2 separate regions of the Mus musculus genome follow, and region 1 is linked to region 2. The links are chromatin contacts, called in public promoter capture Hi-C maps. All regions are on one chromosome and are shown on one strand. Each heading gives the region's core, a stretch centred on a gene start, on an enhancer-like site or on the middle of the called end of the contact. The rest is flanking DNA. Distances are from core to core; before and after follow the strand shown. Region 1 holds the start of Padi3 (peptidyl arginine deiminase, type III). Region 2 holds the start of Padi6 (peptidyl arginine deiminase, type VI).

The links. Capture Hi-C pulls out chosen DNA fragments and counts their contacts.
Region 1: a contact with region 2 is called in a promoter capture Hi-C map of adipose tissue. The contact joins the promoter of Padi3 here to the promoter of Padi6 in region 2. A contact is called at or near these places in 6 of 39 promoter capture datasets (the 3T3-L1 cell line, cranial neural crest, embryonic stem cells and 2 more), 11 of 484 Hi-C or Micro-C datasets (ECoMG myeloid progenitors, bone marrow-derived macrophages, embryonic stem cells and 6 more), 3 of 115 datasets of contacts at active chromatin or transcription factors (embryonic stem cells, memory CD8 T cells and pancreatic cancer cells) and 4 of 9 other capture datasets (adipose tissue, liver, macrophages and 1 more).

Annotation. Positions count from the first base shown.
Region 1 is chr4:140,808,934-140,815,196 of GRCm38.p6, forward strand. Padi3 (peptidyl arginine deiminase, type III) reads right to left here and starts at 1,715. Exons shown (of 16, transcript NM_011060.4): 1 at 1,583-1,715. The coding sequence starts at 1,674. It overlaps Gm13032 (predicted gene 13032), which reads left to right and starts at 2,060. Exons shown (of 3, transcript NR_045944.1): 1 at 2,060-2,170; 2 at 4,261-5,334. It overlaps Padi1 (peptidyl arginine deiminase, type I), which reads right to left. Exons shown (of 16, transcript NM_011059.2): 16 at 4,048-5,921. The coding sequence ends at 5,688.
Region 2 is chr4:140,739,908-140,746,225 of GRCm38.p6, forward strand. Padi6 (peptidyl arginine deiminase, type VI) reads right to left here and starts at 2,736. Exons shown (of 16, transcript NM_153106.2): 1 at 2,582-2,736; 2 at 1,851-2,028; 3 at 1,095-1,167; 4 at 160-227. The coding sequence starts at 2,673. Padi4 (peptidyl arginine deiminase, type IV) reads right to left here. Exons shown (of 16, transcript NM_011061.2): 16 at 5,601-6,318. The coding sequence ends at 6,217.

The DNA of each region.
Region 1 (6,263 bases), core at 465-2,964, 68 kb after region 2:
GATACTCTATTTCCCAGGGGGATTGGCCATCACTATGTGCAGAAATCCTAGAAAACACCAAAGCCCTGCCACCACCCATGACTGCCCCATCCCCAGTCTTCTTGGTGAATCCCCATCATGGCCCTAGTCACTCAAGTTACCCCCAGCCCAGCGGCTTGCCTCCCACCCAGCCCATCCTCCACCCTCGAAGGCACCTCTGAGAGGAGCAGGAGAGGGAGGGGGAGGAGAAGCTATCCCCAGCTCCCTGGACAAGTCAAACCGGAGATATATCTACCCAATGGGCACAAGGCAGCTGGGCAGTGAGTCACCCCTATGGGCACGCAGCCCTGGAGCAGGCTGTGGCGCCAGGCAGCATCCATCCCACTTCCTGTCCTGCCCGAATCTTTGGAAGCTAAAGCTACAGAGACTCCCCTCTGCATATCTCACAGTCCACCTACCCGCAGCCAGGAGCTAGCTCCTGGCATGCAGCTTATCTCGGACTTGGTTATCTCCTGTGACTGGCAGCTCACTCCTTCCCTCCCTACCTCAGACCCCAACCGATTTCACTCCACACTTGAAACTCTTACTTCTGGATGTTTGTTCTCAAAGGGTGTGAAACTTTGGCCCCTGGGGCATACCTGACAACGTCTGAGTTTTGGCTGGCCCAGCAGGGTTGGGAGCACTGTCGGCCCCTGGCAAATGAAGACCAAAGATGATTCTCACAGTGTTACAGTGAGTGGCACAGTCCCGCAGGGACTTCTGGTGGCCCAGTGCTGAAGCCACATCCAAGATGGGGGCAGGAAGGTCTGAGAGGTGACACCCTGATCCCTGCATCCTTGGAATCTCCTCAGCTCAGTCTCAGAGCTGGGACTCAAAAGCCTAAGAAACCAGCCCCGGTCCTACAAAACCCCTAGCCAAGCCACCCTGGCCCACAGCAGCCACAGCGCATAGGTGATGAGTGACCGTGGATCTGAAGCCCTGGGGCTCCAGGGGCTGGGCAGCTAGACACGAAGTCCTTAGTAAGTCTACAGTGGGCTCAAAGCTCAGCTTTGCCTCCAGGTGACATGGGCTAATGGCTCAACCTCTCTGTGCCACCACTGGTACTTTGTGAACATCACCTGAGATAGTGTTAACGTCAGGGCTCTTGTCAGGGTGGAGTCTGAGAAACTGTGACCAGCTCTGGGGACAGAGCTTGGCACCTTAAGTGCTAGGTCCGTGAGTAGATGTGGCCTTTTAAGAAATGACTTGATTCTCCCTGTGCTCATAAGGGGTTGGAGGATGAGAGTTCAGGTCCCTTCCCTTTCTTGTGACCAGTCTCTTCTAAGGACCCTTAAACCGAGAAATGAGCCCATGGCCCCAGAACTGTCTAAGTCCAATGTACGGAGCTCAGCTCTGCCTGGATCCTCAGGTTCAAAAACCCTGCTGGGAACGGGGCTGACTGCAGGAAGGACCCACGCTTCCCACAGTGGGCAGAGGTTCCCAGGTTAAGACTACAGATGAGGCACCGTAGGCCCAGCCTGTGCCCTGAGGAACACAGCTCCTAGCCGTGAAGGCCCACGGACTCCACACGACGAACCCCAGACCCTCCAGAACCAACTCTTACCCATAAATGTCCACGATGGTCTCAACCCCTGCCACACACACAGCGCTGGTGGGGTGCTCCAGAGACACACGCACAATCCTCTGTAGAGACATGCCGGCCTAGGATGGGGGCTTTGGCCACCAAACCCAGCACTAGCCAGAGGTCCCCCAGGATGTGCCTTTAAAGTACCCAGCTCCGCCCCTCCAGCTCAGGGCGCAAGCTTATTGGCTCTAGCTCTAGAAGCCCAGCCTCTTCTCAGAGGCCAAAGAGCCAATCCTCTCTTCAGGACTGGCCGGAAGGGTTCTGATATTTGCATATGAACCTGGGGCTCCCACCCCAGGGCACCCAAGGAGTTAATTTCTACCTAGAGAGAAAACAAGTCCCCACAGGTGCTTGGCCAGCACATCTGGGGTGGTTAGGGGGAGGGGGAGGGGGAGGACACGCAGGGGAACCCAGGGCTTTGTCCTGGCCTGTCTCTGTCCTCTTGCCTCTGTTTACACTGCTGGAAGGGCCGCTGAGGATGCAGGATGCAAGGCCCCACTTCACCCTGGTGCAGGCAACCGGAAGTGCAGGTGGCCCCTGGATGCTTCATGCAAACCTATGAGAAATGTTGGTCTTGCCTCGCTCCTCCCCCTCTCCCTCCCCCTTTCCCTCTTCCTCCCCTCCCCCCTCCCCCCCGTTCTTCCCCTTCCCCCTGCCTCTTCCCCTCCCCCTTCTCTCCACCCATCTTCCTCTCTTTTTATTCTCTCTCTCTCTCTCTCTCTCTCTCTCTCTGAGTCTCAAATACTCCAAACTCACTATGAGGTTAACAACAGTCTTAAACCTCAGATCCTTCTGCCTCCCAAGCGCTGGGATTACAGATCTGCACCACTCTACTCCATTTTATCTGGTGTTGGAAATCACACCTAGAGCATTGTGTGTGCTAGGCTCTACCAACCGAGCCACATCCCCAGCTTCGCCCCCCTCCCCATCTATATGTATTTCTAGATCGGTCTGATTTTTACATTTCTGGGAGAGGTGGTGCCCACCTGTGCCGTGGCACCTGTGCAGAGGCTGGAGGACTTGTTTCCTCCTACCAGGTCCATTCCAAGTCGTCAGGCTTGGTGGCTAGCACCTTTACCCACTGGGCCACCTTCTTGGACCTCTGCCCGCCTTTCTTAATTAAAAGCTTGGGTTGTAAGACTAGAGAGAGAGTGAGCTTCCTCCTACCTCAGGGTCTTCCTGGTGGCACTTCACACACACACACACACACACACACACACCTTACTTCAGCCCACCACCACCACCAATTGAGCCCTGGCTGAGGGGATCACAGCTGGGCAGTTGTAACGTGGATATGGGCTCACTTTCCTAAGGCTGATGTTGGAGGTCAAACCCTCCCAAGGGGGTAAATGATACAACAGTGACCAATGTCATCAGGACCAAGAATATCAGCGTAGGTTGCCCTCTTGTAGATGGGGAAACTGAGGCAAGAGGTATCTGCAAGAACAAGGACTCTGGGCAGGGGAGTCGGGTTTGATCGGCTGCACCACGTACTGACGGGATTCCATCTCTTCTCCTGGGGCTTGTTTCCTCAGGTCTAGAAAATGTGGCCAGTCACCCGCTCGGGCAGAGATAATGGCTGTGGAGGCTCAGAAGTGCTGAGTAGAGTCCCTCCTCCCAGCTGCTGCCCCCCCAGGGCAGGGCAGGGACCAGAACCCACTCACTTCCTAGGGTCCTCCATTTGCACCAGTCGGAGGCTGACATTTGGAGCCTATGACTGTCCCCTCTGCGGTGGCCCAGGGTATGGAAAGGGCATTCTCCAAAGCAACCCGAACCCAGGGCATCTGGTTTCCAGCAAATGGCGTCAGTGTTAGATAAGAACCAGCACGCTTGATAAAGTTCCAGACATCCTCCCTGACTGTGGGGGATGGGTGGAAAGAGTGGGTAAGCATCCTCCAAGGGTGCTGGCACATTGTGCTGGGGACCTGATGAGCCTTGTGCTAAAATGTCTGTCAAAGGGAATAGTCTGAGATCACAGCAAGTGTGTAAGATGAAAAGAAGCGATGTTTCCGAAGATCAGACCACCAGGCCTAGGGAACTCAGCACCGGAGTCAGGGCTACGGAATTGCGTTGACCTGTCCTGGATCCCGGTGCCTTGGAGCATCGCCCCCTTCTGCCAGCCTCCCCACCTCTTTCCATAAAACCAAGGGAAGAGGAGAGGAAGAGGAAGAGGAAGAGGCAGGTCCCTCCTCGATAGTATCTCAGGCAGGCGGGGGGGGGGGGGGCGGCGCGGGGGAGTGGCCATGGATCAAGGATTCTGTCGAATCAGCGGCTGTCTGGCATTCACCTGCCTCAGCCCAGGAAGCTGCTCAGCTGACAAGGGCCGCCTGAGGCCCTGCTGGCACCGAGCCTAGGGATCTGTGCTAGGGTGTGGAGATCAGGGAAGCTGGCCCCTCATTTTCTTATCCCTCTGTCGGCCCAGGCGCAAATGAGGCAGCCAGTTAAAGAATGCACAACGATGTTTTTATTGATGAGAAAGACGGTGGCCAGTCAGCCAGGACCCCAGACAGCCTGAGCGGCAACTCCAGAGTCCCCATCATGTGGTGCTGAAGACTTGCTCCCATGGTCGCCTGTCTCCTCTCCTCTTCAGAGGTCGGGCATCGCCCCAACCCTTCTCATCCTCCTTTATCTTCTTCTTCTCCTTCTCCGTGTCTCAGCTGCAGCCGGGCCATGCTCATAGAGGAGGCTGTTCGTGCAGAGAGCCTACAAATGGGGTTCCAGTTCCACAGACCCTTCTGGAAGGGGGAAGAGCCAATGCCTACTAGGCCATGCCTAGCCTAACACTTTCATGGAAGCCTTCGCTAACTGAGTGTCCGCCGGTTATGAAGTGACAGCAGCTGCCTCAAGTCTGGGGTGGCACCAGAAACTACTAAAAATACCAAGACAGAATCCAGTGGCCTGTGGTGGCTCCTGGACCACAGGAGGAAGATGGCAGGCCTCTGCCAGCCATGCCCTGCAGCTGGGTCTGCCTGCCTGCTTGCCTCCACATGCCTCTGTTACCTCAGCTGGTGCTATTAGCCTCCAGGCCAGCTGTCTGTCCTACTGGGGGTGGGGGTGGGGGACACAGGCCTGCCATGGGGTTTACTGGGGCAGTACAAATGTTGTGTAGGGTCCCTGGCTGCTAGGGGAGTGTGGGCCCTTCCCTCCCACTGCCTGCAGCAGGATCGGGAGTAATTAGAGACTATTAGAGGAAATTAGGCCTCACCTCCAGATGTAACTTAATGACCTACCCCACCCTCTCCTAATACCTTGGGCCCCACCCCCTCCACATCTGGACCAACAGCCTTCAGGTTCAGGGGCCCTAAACACCCAGCCACGAGTCCCAGGCTTCCAGGTTCCCCACCCCAAGATGGGCAAGCTCTCTGCTTTCCTGGTCCAACCTTCCTGCCCACCCCCACCCACGCTTGCAGACTTACGACGGGCTCCCTATGGCCCGCGGCATCTTCCAACAGGAAGCACCAGGGCTCATAATTAAAGGCTGCTCCGGCAGGTAACGAGCATCCTGCAGAGGTCGGACTGGATGGAGTTGAGCATTAGAGGGGCTTTTGTGCCTGCTCGCTTTCAAGGACTGAGTTTTCCTGCCCTTGCTTGCCTCCGTTGAACTGAACGGTGCCAGAGGGCCATGGCCTGAGGTCCTTTGGGAAGAAGGACGCCCCAAATCTTCCTTTACATCTTACGCAATCCAGGAGTCATATGAAACCACGGTGCTCTTGCCCCAGGGTCCTGGCAAGGTGGGCATTTCGTTCCAGAGCTATTTTTCTCGGGTTTCAGAGAGGTGGAGGGTTGGGGGTGGGACAGCTCAAAGTGGGGCGTGGCTGCGGAGGCCACACCTTGAACAGGCTCAACTTCCGGCCTTGACCCTCTCAGGGCTCTAGCTGGGAATGGGAGAAGGAAAAGTGGCGATAGTCTCCAGGGCAGGGCAGGCGACTCCAGGAACGAAGAAGTGTGTTGTCCTCCTGGCGCTCAGCTGACCACAGTAGCCAGCCCACTTTCAGGCCCAAGGAGGGTGGAGGCTGGTTCGTGGCCCTTGCCCTTGCCCTGGGACTCCCATCAGCTGGGAAGCAAGGGTGGTGGTCGGGCAGGCTCAGGGCACGGAGTTCCACCACTTAAAGGTAAAAGGTTTCCTCCGCACGTTGGTGCCACAGTGGATCTCTCCGAGCAGTTGGTGGTAAAAGAGAAAGTCGTCGATAAAGACGCAGCGCAGACCCAGCGGCTCCAGCAGGGAGCGCACCTTCTCCTCCAGGCAGCAGCGACCATTGATGAGCGGGCCGAAGGGCTTAGGGATGCCCAGGTACTTGCCGAGAACCACCATGTTGACCTGCGAGAGAGAGGAAGAAGAGTCTCAGTGGCCCCGGATGCACCGCACCGCTGGACTCCTTCTGGGTTCTGGCTCTGCTGATCCATCCTCTGCAGAATTAGGGGTTGGTCAGGAACTCGGGTCTCAGATTGGGTTGGGGTATGTGCCCATTATAAATTGGGAGTCGTAAGCAGAAAGATGGTGAGTCTGAGGCTAGCCTGGGCTACATAAATAAGACATATCTCAAAAAAAAAAGTAAGAGGTGGGGAAGGCTTGCCGGGGGTAGCTCAGTGGTACAATGTTTCCTGCGGTAACAACCCGGGGCTTGGCTAACTGTACCAATGGCGGTCTGCGGTCCTCCAG
Region 2 (6,318 bases), core at 1,486-3,985:
CCTAGCTGTTTTTCAGTAGATCACAAGTTTACTTCATCGACCCCGATTTGTGGTATATAGTGGAGAGACTTGGATATCCCAACAGTCAGATAAACACAGGCTGAGGCCTAGGGATGGCTCCCCTAGGTCCTGCACCCTCCCTTGACCAGGCAGCCTCACCTTAGCTTGCTTATCACTTGGCATGTCCAGTTGTCCATCTCGATAGATGTCTGCCTCCAGGGAGATCTCTGAAAGGGAAGGAAGGGTCTCAGAACCTGGCCTGCTAACGGCGCCCTCAAAGCTCTGGCGACCCTTGCCTGACCTGGTTGGTAAAAAGCCTAACTGAGGTATCTTACTGTCAAGCATTGGACTGAAGAGATGGACTGGAGACACACAGGAAGAAGGCATCAGATCTCATTACAGATGGTTGTGAGCCCCACCATGTGGGTGCTGGGAACTGAATCAGGACCTCAGAAAGCATCCAGTGCTCTTACCCACTGAGCCATCTCTCCAGCCCCGCCAAGATAAATGTTTTAAGTGTACAATTTTATATTGGGCTGTAGCCATAGCTGTGCTGGGCCACAGGTTGGACACGCTGGTTAGAGGCAGTGTCGTCAGAGGCAGGTGGATTCTCATGAGTAAGTCAGGGAGGGAGCCATCCACAGTGGCCACCTGATTCTTACAAAGCAGCTTCAAGATGGGGCTGGAGAGAGAGAGAGCTCAGCTGTTGGCCCTTACTGCTCTCTCCCAGAGGATTGGAGTTTCCTTCCTGGCATGCCGTGGCTTGTGTCTCATAACTACCTGTACCTCTAAGTCCCAGCGCATCTGATGTCTTTCCCCTGGCTACACACACACACACACACACACACACATTTACGAGATGACATAGCAGTGGACCAGACCCAGCAGCAATGAGAATGAGGAAGTGGGGGCAGGTGACTCAAGTTCTGGTTGTTTCTAAGTGAGTGAACGTCAAGGGAACAGGCGCGTGGATATCATCTCAGGGCCAATAGAAAGCATCTTCTACACAAGGAGCCTCTTCCTTGCTTCACAAGACCTGCCCTGCTCTCCAGAGGAACGCCGGGTGGGTCTCAGCTCCTAGAGGGAAGACTCACCGATGCCGGTGAGAAACAGCACAGCTGTGGCCGTGGGGACTTCTTGGTCAGGACAGAAGTAGGAGACCAGCACCTGTGGAGACAGCCCAGAGCCATAGACTGGGTGTAAGCATGTGACCCTGCTTTGTGTTTCAGCATCTAATCTTCCAGTGACCCACTATGAGCTGACCCAGGGGCCATAGCCACTTAGGACGTCTAGGAGGGTGTCTTGCCAGGTGGTGCACACTTTTAATCCCAGTCATTAGGAGGCAGGGGTAGGAGGATCGTGGGAGTTCGAGGCCAGCCTGGTTTACAAAGGGAGTTCTAGGATGGCCAGGGCTACACAGAGAAACCCCGTCTCAAAACCCAACAAAAGCAGTTGTCGCTCACTAAAGTCGTTTGCCCTGGCTTGGAGCTGGCTCTGTAGCTCAGGTTAGGACCTCCAACTGCTGACCCTCCTCCTGGTTAATTGGGCTTAATAGGTATGCACTGCTCAGCTCAGGGTACAACACTGGTTCTGGCCCGACTCAAGGTACAGTGCTTACCCAAGTGAGCCACTCGCTGAAGGAAACTGCCTTCCGCCGACACATAGATGGGCAGGTTCCGCCCACTCACCATCCCTTAACTGCCTCTCTCTCCCTGCCCACAGACAGCTGCAGCTGGGTCTGCCTTGGGTAGGCAGGCCTGTTGCCAATGGCCTTCAGCTAGGCTTGCCAGCTTCCACATTGAGATCACCTGGGTAGGTTAAAGGTTACCCCTCTCCCCTCCATGGCTCACCTTGTCTTCATCCACAGTGGGGCTGGGCGCCACCATCCTCACCAATGCCACTGTGGGATGGTTCATTGACCTCCAGACCACAGTGTCCTCTTTGCCAGCGATGACGGAGCTAGAGATGTGGATCAAGATCCTGGGGGAACCACGGATGGTGAAAGACTTGCACTTGTCTGGTGCACACCTGGTTTGAAGGAGACAATACAGGTTAGAAGACTCACCAACCGATGAGGCGACAGGGTTCCAGGACAGCCCCCGATCTGGAGTCTGCATCCATCTTACGGAATTGAGGAGAGTTGTCAGTGAAGCTTGTGGGGGGGGGGGCGGGCGCTAACGTCTTCAGCCTCTCTTACCATCTCGACCCCCAGGACCTCCACGCCTTTGATGGATGTCCCACCCCAACCTCCCGCTCCCCCAAAGCCTCCTTGTGAGGATCACATCTTCATTTTACATACAAGCCTCAGCTTCACAGTCATGGAGTGAGCAGATGCCAGAACCGTAAGACACAACCCCCGCCTACTCAAGGACACCTTCGAAGCTAACAGGGATCTTGCAAGAGGCAGAGAAAGCTGTAAGTCAGTATCCCGAGCTGGGATGGGAGGGCTCTCAGAGACCAAGCCAGATTTCCTTGGGGTCGGTCAGTTCAGCTGAGAGCGCTAACCTCGGACTTCTGGGCACAGGGACTCTGCCCAGACCCTCCCTTCTCATTACCCCTACAGACACCCGCTAAGCCTTACTTGCTGATGTCCAAGGTGATTTCCATGCCTACCATGCAGAGGGCATGGGTGGGATTGACCAGAGACAGGCTGAGTGAGTTCTGAAAAGACATGGCTGGGCTTACCAAGCTAGCCACTGTCAGCAGTCCTTACCCACCAGAGTAATTGCCTAGGACGGTGGGGCTTCCTGGCCTTCCTCTTTAGTAGAGGTAAGGACCACCCCAGCCCGCCCCCTTGTTAAGGGTTCACAGGTGAGCCTGGAGGAGGAGGAAGAGGAGAAGGAGGTAGGGGGAAGGGTGAAGGGAGAGATCCTTCTACTCAGCATCAAAGTTTTAGCAGCTGCTGCCTGTAGACCCTGCAGCCCTAGGAAATTGGAGTCTAACAGCTTGGGGCTCTGCCCTTCCCACTGGTCTGGGTGCTACATCTCAAGATTATGGGGGAGTCTTGGTTCTAGGACAGTAGCTCTCAACCTGTTTTGGCCTCAAGGCTGGGATGGTGGTGGTGTCACACATCAGATATCCTGCATATTATGATTCATAACAGTAGCAAAATCACAGTTATGAGGTAGCAACGAAATAAGCTTATGGTTGGGGGTCACCACCTGTATTAAAGGGTTGCAGCACTAAGAAGGTTGAGGACCACTGTTCTAGGATGTGTGCTTCTTGGCAGCTAGTGGGGGTACTTGGTAAAGTGCTATGCTCACAGAAGTGTCAGGAAGCTATAGCTAGCTCTGCAAATCCCTGATCCTGGCAGGCAATCTGCATCCTTTTCCCGGGTGATAACGATGATAAGCCAGTCAGTCACAGCTGTGTCTCTTGTTAGCATCAGGGCGGGTAGGGTGGGGGATGGGCAGCAGGAGCTGGTGCATGGGCTAGACCTGTGCAGCCTGGCTTACAGCTGTTATCCCTTTAGGCTGACCTCTGACCTTCACATGTGCACTGTGGTGTGAGAACACACACACACACACACACGAAGCAGAAAGGAAATTGTATATCTACTGTGCAGTTCAAAACTGCTAAAATGGGGGGGGTCAGCATTCTCGTGCCCTGTGGAGTCGCTGAGATGACACATACATCTTTGAGGTTCATGGTCTCTTCAGTATTGGCATTCCTAGATCAGACTACAAAGCCACACATGGTAGTCCCTGCCTGTCACCTGTTCAGCACCCACACTGAGGCAGGAGGATTTCTGTGAGTTTGAGACCAGCCTGGGTTTCAGAATGATGCTCTGTTTCAAAAAGCCGCCAAATTCTGTATTGCATTCCATAGTATATGTATGTGTTGTCAGGGGGGAAAAAAAGATCCAGCTGAGGTAGGCTAGCCTGTGATTACCGAGTGACTTCAAGTCTAGATTGGTCAATTTAACAAGACTGTGCCAATGTTCTGAAAAGGGGATAGGTGGGAGCATAGCTCCTTGGTAGAGAACTATCTGCCTCCACGTCCCTGTTATTTGCTCATTAAGAGCCGAGCATGGTGGCTCACGTCTGCAATCCCAGAACTGGGTAGATGGAGGCAGGAGGAACAAGAATAGGGAGCCAGCCTAGGTTAATTAAGGAGATTCTGTATGGAAACTTCATATTTCCCAGAAGACCTTGGTGCAGGGCACAGCCTAGAGAGAGCAGCCTCCATTACTCTCTTTCTCCATTCTACTGGCCTCTCAGAGAAGGAGCTAGCTCCCAGCCGCCTCAGAGGTGCATACCTGCATCCACGCACCCAGGAGGCTCAAGCGGGAAGATGGTTACAAGTCTGAGGGCAGCCTTGGCTAAAAAAGGAGTTTCAGACAGACTAGGGCTTCTAGGAAGACCCTGTCTCAATCAATCAATCAATCAATCAATCAATCAATCAATCAATCAATCCGAAGCTGGAAGAGGCAGAGAGGAGCTCTCTTGGGGGACCTGGAGAGGGAAGGGAACAGCCACCCAGCTACTCAGCTTCCCGCCAAGTAAAATTGCTTTGGTCCCAGTATGAGAAACTGGGTCCCTTCCTGGGGTTTAGGAACACCTGGTCTGTGGAACACCTGGTCTGTGGCATTTACCACGTCTGTCTCAGAGCACTCTTAGGCAGTCTCTGAGGGAGGGGGATGAAGGGAATTTTTGGCTTGATGAGGTTAAAGAAAAGTCAGGACTGGCCAGGTAGCTCAGTGGGTTAAAGACGTTCACCACTGAGCCCGATGTGCAGAGCACGCATGGTGGAAGGAGGAAAGTGAGTCTCACAAGCTGTCCTCTGATCTCCACATGTGCACTGTGGTCTCTCTCTCTCTCTCTCTCTCTCTCTCTCTCTCTCTCTCTCTCTCTCTCTCTCTCTCTCTCTCACAGTAGGGCATGGTGGCCACACTTCTAGTCCCAGTACTTGGGAGGCAAAGGCAAGTAGCATGTGTGACACACCAGCGCCACCCAGTGCATGCCTGTGGCAGTCAAAGGACAGCTTTGTAGAGGCAGGTCTCTCTCCCCACCTTTACTCAGGTCCTGGGGACCAGCCTTGGCTCACCATTGGTTTCATGGCAAGTGCCTTTCCCCACTGAGCCATCTCACTGGCCTGAGGAACGTGTTTCTATTTACTCATTTTAATTAAACGTTAATTAATTGTCTCTGGATCTCACTGTGTAGACCTGTTAGCCTGAACTCAATATATAGACCAGCTTGGTCTTGAATTCACAGAGATCCACCTGCCTCTGTCTCCGGAGGGTGGGAGTTAAGGGTGTGTGTCATCACCTTAGGCTCCAAGGAATTTGTGTGTGTGTGGGGGGGGTTGTTTGTTTGTTTGTTTGTTTGTTTGTTTTTTGAGACAGGGTTTCTCCGTGTAGCCCTGGCTGTCCTGGAACTCACTCTGTAGATTAGGCTGGCCTCGAACTCAGAAATCTGCCTGCCTCTGCCTCCCGAGTTATACCTAAGTACACTGTAGCTGTCTTCAGATGCACCAGAAGAGAGCGTCACAGATAGTTGTGAGCCACCATGTGGTTACTGGGATTTGAACTCAGGAACTTTGGAAGAGCAGTCGGTGCTCTTAACCACTGAGCCATCTCACAAGCCCTTTTTTTTTCTTAAGATTTATTTATTATATGTAAGTACACTGTAGCTGTCTTCAGACACGCCAGAAAAGGGAGTCAGATCTCGTTACAGATGGTTGTGAGCCACCATGTGGTTGCTGGGATTTGAACTCATGACCTGCAGTCAATGCTCTTACCCGCTGAGCCATCTTGCCAGCCGTGGTTTGTTTTTTTTTTTTAATTTTTATTAAATATATATAAAGAGAGAGACACATACGGCAGAGTAAATAAGTCAAAAGAGCTGCCAGCCATAGTTGAAGCTTTTTCACCTCATTGGTGCTTTGAAATTGATTCCAATGTGCTTTGCGGAGGGTGGGGCTGGGGGTGTGGAACTCCGTGGTAAACTAAAGATACAAAACTACATCTTTATTGCAGCATCTCTAAGCAGAGCTGAGCTTGCTATGCAAGGACCATTTGAGGACACACAGAGATGGGACAGGAGCCAGATGTGGGTGAAGCAAACATGTCACAGCAGGGACAGTGGCCACCTCTGTGGAAGCCCAACCATCCCCAGATCTCTTGCTGCACCTCGCTGCGGGGTGGGGGTGGGGGTGGGGAGCAGCCACCTCTGGCCAGGACAGTCCTCGAGGGAGGCTGCCTGGGGTAGTGACTCAGGGCACCATGTGCCACCACTTGAAGGTGAAGGGCTTCCTGCGCACATTGGTGCCACAGTGAACCTCCCCGTTGTACACGTGGTAGGTGTAGAAGTCGTT